Linked DNA regions of Triticum aestivum: region 2 is linked to region 1. Evidence: chromatin contacts called from public HiCAR-type data. All regions are on one chromosome and are shown on one strand. Each heading gives the region's core, a stretch centred on a gene start, on an enhancer-like site or on the middle of the called end of the contact. The rest is flanking DNA. Distances are from core to core; before and after follow the strand shown.

Region 1 (6,063 bases), core at 2,355-4,854:
AGAGAGAAACGGATCCATTCGGACCAGAACCACTCACCAAGCACAAGAACACCTCGCCTCGGGAGGCTGTTCTTCCCCTTGTACTGTTTATCATCAGTCCGAGAGGCAATCCACCACACCACACACTGGAGTAGGGTATTGCACCATAATGGTGGCCTGAACCAGTATAAACCTCGTGTCTCTTGTGTTGTGATCTCGTTTAGTTAAGCCTAGGGATCGCGACTAGGCATAGAGAGTGAGATTCGATAGCGGGAAATCTTCGTGGGCACCCCAGTGTTCGAACCTTAAGGGTTTTGCCGGAACCCAATATCTGATAATGTCGAGCTCCTCTGTCCTCCGCTCAGAGCCCTCCTATTCGTCCCTCTCGACGCTCTTCCCCTTGATCTCCTTGCCCACGTCCTACTACACCAGAGTCGTTTCCGGCATCGCTCATCTCGGCCTACTCTCTGTCGTCCTCCTACTGCAATGACGCGCACACTGCAATTTGCCGCGCCGCCAACGGGGTCGATCATCTTGGCCTCCTCTCTCTCGCCCTACTACACTGGAGTCGTTTCCAGTGTCGATCATCTCGGCCTCCTCTCTCGTCCACTGCACTGATGATACCATGGCGCGAGCACTGCATTCTCCTCCTCTGTCGACTGTCTTTGCGTGAGCAGCAACTAGTTCGCCGACGGTGTCGCTCGCCGTGCTGCCGCGGGGTCGCTCATCCACGACTCCATGCTCGTCATGTCGGACACGGCGCCACGGTCACTATCCACCGCAGTCGCCATTGTCCGGCGCACACTGCACTTCTTCTCCCCCTCCCTCTGCTAGCTCTTAACCCTGTGTGCTAAGTGCAAGTGCTAGCTCTTAATCATACCTCATGCGGGCAACCAAAAACAGTGTTCATGTGCTGCTTGGGCCAATGCAGACAACAAAACAAAGTGCACTTGCATATTACCTAATGCAGGACCCTAGATGCAGGCAACCAAACAACTTGCAGATGTCGCATATGAGGCTGTTTTTTCAGAGCAAGACTAGGTTGAGATGTGTATGCAACGCAGCTACTATTCACTACTGCAACCAAACACGCCCAAGTGTTAAAGAACATACAGGTTTGGACCAAGAATGTCTCACGGCTTCAGATTCAAGGCGGCAGCTGGAAGGTGGAAGCACACATGGACACTTGTTTACATCTGAAACTCTGAACTTTCTCCGACGTTGATATGATACTGCCTTGGTTCCTCGGGAGTCAGGGGTAGAAATCTACATATGCTACAGGTATAGATTACGCATACATACTCAAATGAACAAGGCCCTCCTCAATACGGTTGACATGGTGCAGTCGATGGTTAACAAAGCTTGGCATGATTTGCTACAGTCCATGGTTAACAAAGCTTGGCACGAGGGCCTTCTTGAGCTACCAATTCCTCAGCCTGAATCGGAAGATCTCTCGGTCATATAGTATGCTGACGACACCATCTTGATCCTCCCTGCTGATCATGTGATAATCACGACGATCAAAGGCTTGCTAGACCCCTATGCTAAGGCCACTGGACTAAAGATTAATTACACCAAGCCACAAATGATGCCTATTAATGTGTCAGATCAGAGGATTTCAGAGCTGGCTGCGGCCCTGGGCTGTGAGGTGGGAATCATGCCCTTCACTCACGGTGAGAGATTTGATGCCTCTTGTGGACAACATTGAACGTAGGCTCTCTGGGACGGTCCTCTGGATGTCATATGGTGGCAGAATTAAGCACATCAACTCAGCACTCTCCTCTGTGCTCTCGTTTGCGATGTGTGTTCTTAAGCTACCGGATAAACTTCGATCTTTTTGGTCGTGCTATAGATGGAATTGTCTCTGGAGGAAGGTGATGGATAGAGGCGCGCGCACTAACTCTTTGGCAGCTTGGCACTTGGTTTGCCGACCAGAAAAGAAAGCTGGCCTTGGAGTGTCTGATCTTAACATTCAAAACTAGGCCCTTCTCTTGAAATATGTCCACAAGTTCATACATAAGGCGGATGTGCCGTGGGTTATGCTTGTCTGGCATAAATACGACGACGACGCGCCACCCATGCAAAACCCAGGTGTGGTTTCTTCTGATGGCGCGACATCTTCTCCTCGATGGACGTTTACGGAGGAATTACCACCTGCGTGCCTGGGTCCTTCTCTGGAAATATCTGTGGGACACCCATGGACTAATGCAAGACTCATATCGTTGTCTCTTTTGGTTTGCCAGAGAAGAAGACATTTCTTTGGCCCTGTTCATGGTTAACCCTGAACCTGATCAGAATTTCAATTGCCACTGTCTATTCAAGCTAGACAAAAACTGGAGGCGGTGACCGAAAAGCTAAGCAATATCTCTCTTTATCCTCTAAGGGCTGATGAATGGATTCTCTGTTGGGGGGGATGTCAATTTCAAGCCAAACAAATTCTACAATTTTTTCTTCAGAAATCTAAACCCTCCGACACACGTCTCTGCCATCTGGAAATCCAAGTGTGTGATGAAGCGCAAGAACACAAGGAATCTTCTCTGCAGGAGGCACTTCAGCATTGGTGATGATCACTCATGCTTGCTACGCTCCAACTAACCTGTTGAAACTAACACTCACTTATTCTTCGAATGTGAGTTCAGTGCTTCATGCTGGGGGATCTTGAATATTCATGGGGACACCTCCAGAGGTATACACTGCAGGAGTGATGGCTATGGCGACTAGAAGGCTGGCATCAGGCCATGTTCAAAGAAGTTGCGATCCTGGCGGCCTGGAACATATGGAAGCAGAGAAACAGACGTCACTTTGATAGGGTGGCACTCACTTCAGACCTGGAGATTCTGAAGTTCAGGGCTAAACCTGAAAACCAAACCCTACTTGAAACCTTGATCGCCTCCCTTCAAGCCTAGGCTCTCCTGTTGTTGCTAATCACTCTTTGTATTTATACTGGCAATACTACGCAAGAAACATCTCTTCAGATTACATCGGAGTAGTACAAGCAGTTTATTGTGCAGATTTACAACTTAACAGAGGTCTAGCCCAAGCTGAGGTAAACAGCGGCGGCGACGCCGGCGGTGTAAAGAGCGACCAACTTCCCAGCTGCCCCGGCGCCTGCGCGGGACACGATGGCCACCCCGAGGATCCCGGCCGCGCCGGCCGGGGCACGGACGAGCGCCGCCTCGGCCGCGCCGGCGAGCACGGCCTCCCTGAACAGCTCGGCCGCGAACTCCCCGAACTGATCCCGCGAGAGCTCGCCGGCGCCTTCCAAGCCAGAGGCGCGCAGCGCAGAGTCTACGCGCACGCGCGCCGGCGGCGAGGGCACCCAGCGGCGGACGATAGGGAGGGAGCCCCGGAGGGCCGAGTGGAGGTGCGCGGACGCGTCCGCGAGCTGGTAGGGGCGGACGCCGGAGAAGGCGTGCTGGGCATCGGCGAGGCAGCGGTCGAAGGCGGCCTCGCAGGCGGCGGCGAACGCCGGCGCCCGCCGGAGCGCCGCGTCCACGCGCTTCGAGGGGCTCAGGCCCATCTTTGGTGGATTGGATTTGGTTGACGTGACGAGATTATGGGCTTCGCAGCGATTACTTCGGAGATTTTGCAGCGCTTGCTAGGTCAGTGTATGTAAAGGCCTACTAGCCCATAACGTTGTAATTGTCAAATTCCTTTTACATCGACCGCGCGCAGGGCCAAACCTTATTCGGCGCCTTCTGCGCCCCTTACTTCGTTTTCCACAAACAGGCGCACGCCCCTCCCCCCCTTCCACTCTGGGCCGGCCCATTTATCCCGTTTTCCTGTTTTAAAGGGCAAAAAAACTCGAGACCTCCTATGTGCCGCTTACTGCGGCAAAATGCTGCAGGTTCGCACAGGAGACGGGTCACCTGGGCCGGCCCATTCGCTGCCCTTGCGGAATGAAAAATAGCAAAAAAGAGATGCACAACGTAGGATTCAAACTCACGACCTTCTATAGATGCCCGCGATGCGCAAGCCACTGCGACACGCGCGCTAATATGTAAGAATTGCAGCGCGAAACTTAAAGAACTATAGGCAGCCGTGAAAATAAAACAAGTTCACCAAATTCCATAGAAATGAAATTTGTTGGCAACAAATCGAACTCTTCTCCTCACGCCAAGGAAGCTAGTCCATAGCCACTGTGGTAATTCCCATACATTTTTTAATTTATAACAAAATTTAAACATGTGAAGATTTTTTAAATTTCCCATATTTTTCTAAAAAGTGTGAAAAATTTCCTGAAAAAAGGAATTTTTGGTGTGGGAACATAATTTAAAAAGTTGAACATTTTTTGAATTACCAAACATTTTTTTCAATGAGCGAACAAATTTTGAAATTTATGAACAAAATTTGAAAAACAGGAGCATTTTCAATAAAAATGAATAAATTTTGTAAAACTGAGAACAAAAATTAACATTCCGAACAAATTTTGAACTCTAAACTTTTGAAAACACGAACAACAAGAACAAAATTCGAAAAAATGAAAACAAAAAATAACATTGTGAACAAATTTTCAGAACAAAAATAATATTCTGAACAATTTTTAAAACACGGACGACAATGAGAACAAAAATTAACATTCCGAACAAATTTTTGAACTAAACACTTTTGAAAACACGAAAAACATGAACAAAATATGAAGAAAAAAATGAGAACAAAAAGAAACATTCCGAACAAATTTTCAGAACAAAAGTAAGATTCCAAACAATTTTTGAAAAAAGAAATAAAATTTGCGACTTCGAACATATTTTGAAATCTCTGAAGAAATTTTGAAAACGCAAACAATTATTGAGATTCTCATCTTTTTCGAATTTTGTGCATTTGAAACAAAATTTGAACAAAGGAAACATTTTCATATGTTTGTAACAAAAATTTGAAAATTCTGGACACTTTTCGAAAAAGGAAAATAAACTTGAAAAATAGAAAGAGACAAATAAAAAGAAACAGAAACAGAAAAAACGAAAAAGAAAAAATAATAGAAAGCCGGAAAAACAAGAAAAGAATCAAAACAACAGCAGAAAACTGGAACCGTTTGGACAGACTGTGTGTATTTGGAAGTGGGCCGGCCATGTTTTGTCGCTGGCTTGGCTGCTCTGTGCGATCGCCCGACACTTTGCTGCAGCGAGAGTCCAATAGGGTTTTCCAAAAAAACTCTGCGCGGGTGAGATTCGAACCGCAACGTCCTCATTTGAAGTTAGCTTCGATAACCAACAGGACAACCAACCCCATATTGCTCAAAATTAGAAATTGTTTGATTTAGAAAAATCAGAAAGTAGACAAACGTCGATGGAAATTAAAAATCTTCATGAATTTTTTAAATGTACACGAATTTAATTTGACCACAAACTTGTAAAAAGTTCTAACATTTGAAATGTCTTGTTTTCTAAACGTATATTTCAGAAAATGATCATCAATTTAAATTTTTGACAATTTTAATCACATTCATTTTTTCAAAATATTCTGAAATTTAGAAGTGCTCATATTAAAAACACATTTTAAATTTAATAATATTTGTGTATTTAGAAAATGCTCTTAAATTTCGAGAAATATTACTGAATTAAATTTTTTTCATGAATTTCGAATGGTAAAAGAGAAAATGAAATTGAAAGAAAAAGACAAAAGAAGAAAATAAAACCATAAGAGAACATTGGAAACAGGTGGAAAGAAAAACAGGAAAGGACGACCAAAAACTACTGCCATAGTTTTTAGACAAACTCCAAAGCTTTATATTAACTCGTCATAGTATTTACATGGACGAAAGAAATTCCTTCCGGTTGACCCAGACGAACATCGGCCAACCGATAGGGATAAAGCTTTTTAATTTCCATAGACATTTGTCTACTTCCTGGGATTTAAAATGACCACAAATTTGTGAGCCTCAATGTTTGAGCTCCTAAATTCATGACTAATATTACAATACTGAAAAGCAGACTTATGTTCTATGATTTCATGTATGATTGCGCCATACACTGCAGGGCTTTTGTCTCCAAAGTCCTCCATCACCACTTTACAATTTGAAGCTACTTGAATTCTCATCTCATAAAGATCATCCGCTAGGGTTAGGGCCTCCCTGATCGCCATACA
Region 2 (6,063 bases), core at 1,108-3,607, 280 kb before region 1:
AGTCACTCCTGTTCCGTATCCTATACCGCAAAAGAATATTTTTTTAACAGAATCCTCAAATTCGCCATCCGCCCAAACTGCGAAGTGAGCTACCACAAACTATGCCGTTTGGTAGTAGCTGCTCCAAATTAATTCTCTCTATGCGAATCGCCGCCTCCATGTAGGATGAAGGGTGATGGATGAGTCTTCAGTCGTCGTCCTCGTAGTAGCGCTTGAACTCGAAGGCGGCGACGGCCATGATCCAGACGGCGACGAAGACGCCGTAGGAGACGATGTAGGCGCTCACCTCCCTGGCGATGGTGAGGCCGAGGAAGACGTTGGCCATGGCCAGCAGGATGGCCACGCGCCCGATGTTGTGGTGGTACCAGTTCCAGAACCGCCGCACCTTGGACGTCTTGTCCGGCCGCGCCAGCACCGCCGTCACCTGTCCATCAACCAACACAGGCAGCAGGGTGAGCACACATCTATCATCGTGGTTTCAACTCTCTCTCGGGAGAATGTTCTTCTGCCGTCCTCAAGAACATGAACGCGACCGACAGTAAGTACTATCCTGGGAGTCAACGAACGGCAGCATCTATCTATTCTGATGGCAACAAATCACGGGGCATGTGGAAATTACACTTAACTAGCAAGTCAGATTCACAGTCAACATCTACTACAGTACTCCTAGAAATTAATAAGCTGGTAAAATTTCTTGCTGTTCCAGGCTTGTGTTCCCATCCCACACAGCACATGCCATTCTGGCAACTCAAATGATTAGATACCACAGCACATGTATCCAGCCAGCCAAGGAACCAAAAGTGGACTCAGATTAGTCAGCAATTTCCACACAACCACCGCCCCATGTTATTAAGATTAAGGTTAATCCAGTAAAAAGAAGATTAAGGCTAATCTAATGAGACTCGATCGAACTCAAGAAAAATTCTGTGCTGCGTACGCACCTGGAGGCATGCCATGGACAGGATGGAGATGCCGATGACCTTGTGCACGACGATGTTCTTGAGCCCGTCCCCGTTGAGCCGGAAGCCGAGGACGACCGCCGCGATGCCGATGAGGAAGCCCAGCCCCTGGACGGCGATGTGGCCGTAGAACCAGTACGGGTCCTGCCGCCGGAAGTAGCGCGCCACCATCATGCCCATCGGCAGCAGCACGCCCCAGCCCATCATGGACAGCAGCCCGTGCCACCTCTTCGCCGGGAACCCCTCCTCGCCCGACTCGCTGCCGGCGCTAGAAGGCGATGCTGGACAGAAACCAACCCACAGATCCTCCTCGGTTAGTAAAAATGTTTACCGTTTCTCTTACCACTGCTCTCTCGAGGAGAAAAGAAAATGAATTAGCGGTGGAATTAATAATGGATGTACGTACCGGAGGCGAACTTGAAGGAGCGGGAGCCCATGTCGCGGTGCATCTGGATCGTGTAGTCGGAGGAGGAAGGGAGGCTGCCCTCGTAGCCCACGGAGTAGATCAGGTACGGCTGCGGTCGGTCGGTGCTGAGCTCGAAGGCCAGGTAGAGCCGGCCGGACTTGGAGACGGCGACGGTCCTGTTCCTGACCAGGGTGAGGCGGCCGTCGTCCGGCGTCACGGCCTCCGGGCTCCTGCCCTGGAGGTAGTACTGCTTGGCGACGCCCTTGCCGCCGGACGACCAGCCGACCATGGCGCTGCTGCCGACCATGCCCCCCTTGCCCGAGAACCCGACGGCCACGTAGGATCTCTTCTCCGGCGCCGACAGCACGAAGCTCCACTGGCTCGTCCCCGTGTTCTTGTACTGGCGACGGCACAAGAAGCATTCCGGATCAGATCAGGCAGCCACGACTTGATTGCTGGAAAAATCCAGACCAAAAATCCGCAGCAATGCGGTGAGAGAAGGCGTACCCTGAGGATGAAGTCCTCGTCCTTCCAGAGGGTGATGCAGTGGAAGGCGTCGGTGTCGAAGGGGACGAGGCGCGCCACCTGGAGGTCCCCGTCGCAGGAGTCCGACTTCTGGTGGCTCGCCGCGAAGCAGAAGCCGAGCAGGCAGAGCAGCGGCAGCAGCAGCCGCACGGAGGAACAAGAGGAAGCCCCCATTGTCGCGTCAGTCAGTCTAATCCTCTCCCCGAGCTTCCCGCTCCTGTGCCACGGCCACCACCTGTGCTGTGTCTTTCTTGGGTTGGGCACCGCGGTGGACGCGGAGGCCGGACAAGATTGGCGGTGCTTGGAAGGGAGGAAATGGCCAAGGTTCCGCCGCGCTGCTGCTGGGGCAGTTTGGCAGGTCAGAGGATGCTTGCTGCCCTGCTGCTGCCCTCCAATCGAATGGCGTTGCCCTGTGCCAGTATGTACATATATCCTCCCTCCCTGACTCCCTCCCTCCCTCAAGTTGCGGTGTCCTTGTGTGTACATGGATATATATCGTGCTGTGTTGGGATGGCTATTGGCTGGTGGTTAAGGTTCACCTACAGGAGGCGCACATGCATTTACACGCCAGCCATCCTTGCACCGCAGTTTGCAGCGGGTTTTCCACTTGATGTGATTGCAGAAATGAGAAAGAAGACCCATGCATGTTTGTTTACCACCAGAGCCACGCTGGCTCCACTCTAATAAAGTCTTTACTTGGCCCATCTCCCGTACACTGGGACACAGTTCTGTAGTAGTAGTAAATCGAGCATGGCCACGCCGACGACACCTACTACTACTACTACTACCAGGCTTCCGATTAAACCCGATGAGAATGCCGTTGCTTGTGACCGCGCAACCAATGATGAAAAACAGCCAAAATAGAAGCCAATCCATCGGCGGGCGCCAGCATGTCGCTTGTCCTGTAGAGGTAGATTACACGAGCAGGGACAAACCGGGAGCGCCACGCAACGACGTCGCGTACGTGTATGCATGTGTACCGGCGCGCGTCCAATCAGTGGGCTAGCCAGTAGTAGCCAGTGCGTCTAGCTCCAGGCAAAGCGGGCGGTGAGCTTGCACAGCGAGGAAGGGGAAAGCCGCGCGCGATCCGACCACCGGGGATGGGGCCCGGCGGCCTCCCCCAGCGGTACGGCGCTGTGGCACGGGAGGGGAGGGGGAAAGGAAGGGCGGGGGCAGGCTGGTCCAGATGGTTATTGCGTCCGGGCACAGCTCATGCTTTGGCTAGCTGCACGGGCTGATTAAAGAACGGGGAGGAGATGCCGAGCGCACATGCGGCTCTTTGCCAGTGTGGCGCACACCGATCCGTCGGTTTCGAACGGCGCGTCCCTCGCTTGCCAAACCGTCCGTAGCGGCAGGCCAGACCGGCCGTAGTGGTGCGCAAGTCGGAACCTGGCCTCAATGCTTTGATCCTGGAGGGATCTTCCTGCCATTCATTCGGGTAGAGTTTGTATTGTGTATTTGAGTGCTGTGGTTTCTCCCATGGAAGAGGAGGTGAATACATACATACGTTCACATACACGGGTTAATTGATCAGTGGAACTGAATGGTGGACGAATCATCTTAAGAGCATCTACGTCCGGACTTGACAAATCTGGCCTCTTAAACGCCTGCGGGCGCATCCGGACGGCCCCTCATATTTCCTTACGTGCATTCACATATCTTAAATTCATGCAAATACATGCACGTCGATCACGCAACACAATGTCGCACATAAATAGCAATTGTTGGTATCAAGCATAGATAGCGTTTACATAAAATTTATTTGAAGTGTCAAACTCAAGCAGTGGATCCACATGTACTCCACAAGATAATTGAGTAGCTACGTGTGCACCTACTAATCTCGAAGATTCTGATGATTCTGATGCATCTGCAGAAAGTTCATAAGCTGAGCCGCATCTTGATTTTCTGGGATATCAAGAGTGCTTCGAAATTATGGGTTTGGCCTACACCATCACCCTTATCCTCGACAATCATATTGTGCAGAATAACAGAACATGTCATCAGCTGCCACAAACTTTCCGATTCCTACATTATTGCAGCGCTCCGCACAATTCCCCAACGAGCCTGAAGCACACCAAATGCCCTCTCCACGTCCTTCCTAGGCGCTTCCTGCATTGTTGCAAAGTGACTCTGTTTATTGCCACGCGGCTCAGATATGGTCTTCGCAAACGCCGCGCACTGAGGATAGATACCATCGGCAAGATAGTATCCCATGTTGTAGTCCCGACTGTTGATGGTGTAGTTGCACGACGGTGATTCCCTGTTGCAAAGCCTCCTGAACACCGGAGATCGTTGAAGCACGGTGATGTCGTTGTGAGAACCGAGCATTCCAAAGAAAGCATGCCAAATCCATAAGTCATGTGATGCCACCGCTTCTAGTATGATGATGGCCTCTCTTGTGTGACCTTGATACGTTCCCCGCAGACCTTTGGGGCAGTTCTTGCATTGCCAATTGCTACTTTTTGAGCTTGCGTTGGTTTTTTCCATTGAAAAGGAAAGGGTGATGCAGTAAAGTAGAGATAAATATTTCCCTCAGGTAGAGAACCAAGATATCAATCCAGTAGGAGACAACGCACAAATCACCAATATCCGCACAAACAATCAAACAACTTGCACCCAACGCGATAAAGGGGTTGTCAATCCCTTCACGGTCAATTGCAAAAGTGAGATCTGATAGAGATAGATGAAACTGAACAAATGATAAAGTAAATATTTTTGGGTTTTTTGGTTTATAGATCGGAAAGTAAAAGATTGCAAAATAGTAGATCAGAAACTTATATGATGGAAATAGACCCGGGGGCCATAGGTTTCACTAGAGGCTTCTTTCAAGATAGCAAATAATATGATGGGTGAACAAATTATTGTCGAGCAATTGATAGAAGAGCGCAAAGTTATGACGATATCTAAGGCAATGATTATGAAATATAGGCATCACGTCTATGTCAAGTAAACCGAAATGATTCTGCATCTACTACTATTACTCCACATATCGACCGACTCCTGCCTGCATCTAGAGTATTAAGTTCATGAAGAACAGAGTAACGCATTAAGTAGGATGACATGATGTAGAGGAATAAACTCAAGCAATATGATGTAAACCCCATCTATTTATCCTCGATGGCAACAATACAATATGTGCCTTGTTGCCCCTACCGTCACTGGGAAAGGACACTGCAAGATTGAACCCAAAGCTAAGCACTTCTCCCATTGCAAGAAAAACAAATCTAGTTGGCCAAACCAAACCGATAATTCGAAGAGAATTACAAGATATCAAATCATGCATATATGAATCCAGAGAAGATTCAATTAATATTCATAGATAAGCTGATCATAAATCCACAATTCATCGGATCTCGACAAACACACCGCAAAAAGAAGATTACATCGGATAGATCTCCAAGAACATCGAGGAGAACATGGTATTGAGAATCAAAGAGAAAGAAGAAGCCATCTAGCTACTAGCTATGGACCTGTAGGTCTGAGGTAAACTACTCATGCTTCATCGAAAGGGCAATAGAGTTGATGTAGAAGCCCTCCGTGATCGAATCCCCCTCCGACAGGATGCCGGAAAAGGCCCCAAGACAGGATCTCACGGGAACAGAAGGTTGCGGCGGTGGAAAAGTGTTTTCGTGGATTCTTCTAGTGGTTTGGGAATATATGTGAATACATAGGAGGCAGAATTAGGTCAGGGGAGTCACGAGGGGACCACAAGGCAGGGGGCGTGCTCTCCCCCCTTGTGGCCGCCTCGTGGCTCTTCCGATTTGATCTCCAAGTCTCCTGGGTGTCTTCTGGTCCAAGAAAAATCATCGCGAATGTTTTATTCCGTTTGGACTCCGTTTGGTATTCCTTTTCTGCGAAACTCAAAAACAAGGAAAAAACAAAAAACTGGCATTGGGCTCTAGGTTAATAGGTTAGTCCCAAAAATAATATAAAATAGCATATTAATGCATATAAAACATCCAAAACAGATAATGTGATAGCATGGAACAATAAAAAAATTATAGATACATTGGAGACGTATCACTAATGCATGCAATTAATTGATCCGAGCATTAAAGCCCCCTTGCCTCCCCAATGGCCAACAACTTCTCCGTGTCTTGCGCATTTGGTTCTCTGAGATACTCAGGTCCAAACACCTCAACCACGGCGTGGGCAAATTTGGCAGTAGTCTTC

Evidence for each region. HiCAR-type assays count read pairs that join an accessible place to other places.
Region 2: a contact with region 1 is called in a HiCAR-type map of leaf, with 9 times the contacts expected there. The contact joins the promoter of LOC123045888 here to the promoter of LOC123041583 in region 1. A contact is called at or near these places in 2 of 5 Hi-C or Micro-C datasets (both in leaf) and 1 of 1 datasets of contacts at active chromatin or transcription factors (leaf).

The regions. Positions count from the first base shown.
Region 1 is chr2B:535,598,909-535,604,971 of IWGSC CS RefSeq v2.1, reverse strand. It overlaps LOC123041583, which reads right to left and starts at 3,604. Exons shown (of 1, transcript XM_044464178.1): 1 at 2,761-3,604. The coding sequence starts at 3,499. The coding sequence ends at 3,011.
Region 2 is chr2B:535,882,537-535,888,599 of IWGSC CS RefSeq v2.1, reverse strand. It overlaps LOC123045888 (cytochrome b561 and DOMON domain-containing protein At3g07570), which reads right to left and starts at 2,357. Exons shown (of 4, transcript XM_044469118.1): 1 at 1,873-2,357; 2 at 1,366-1,765; 3 at 942-1,240; 4 at 1-424. The coding sequence starts at 2,064. The coding sequence ends at 188.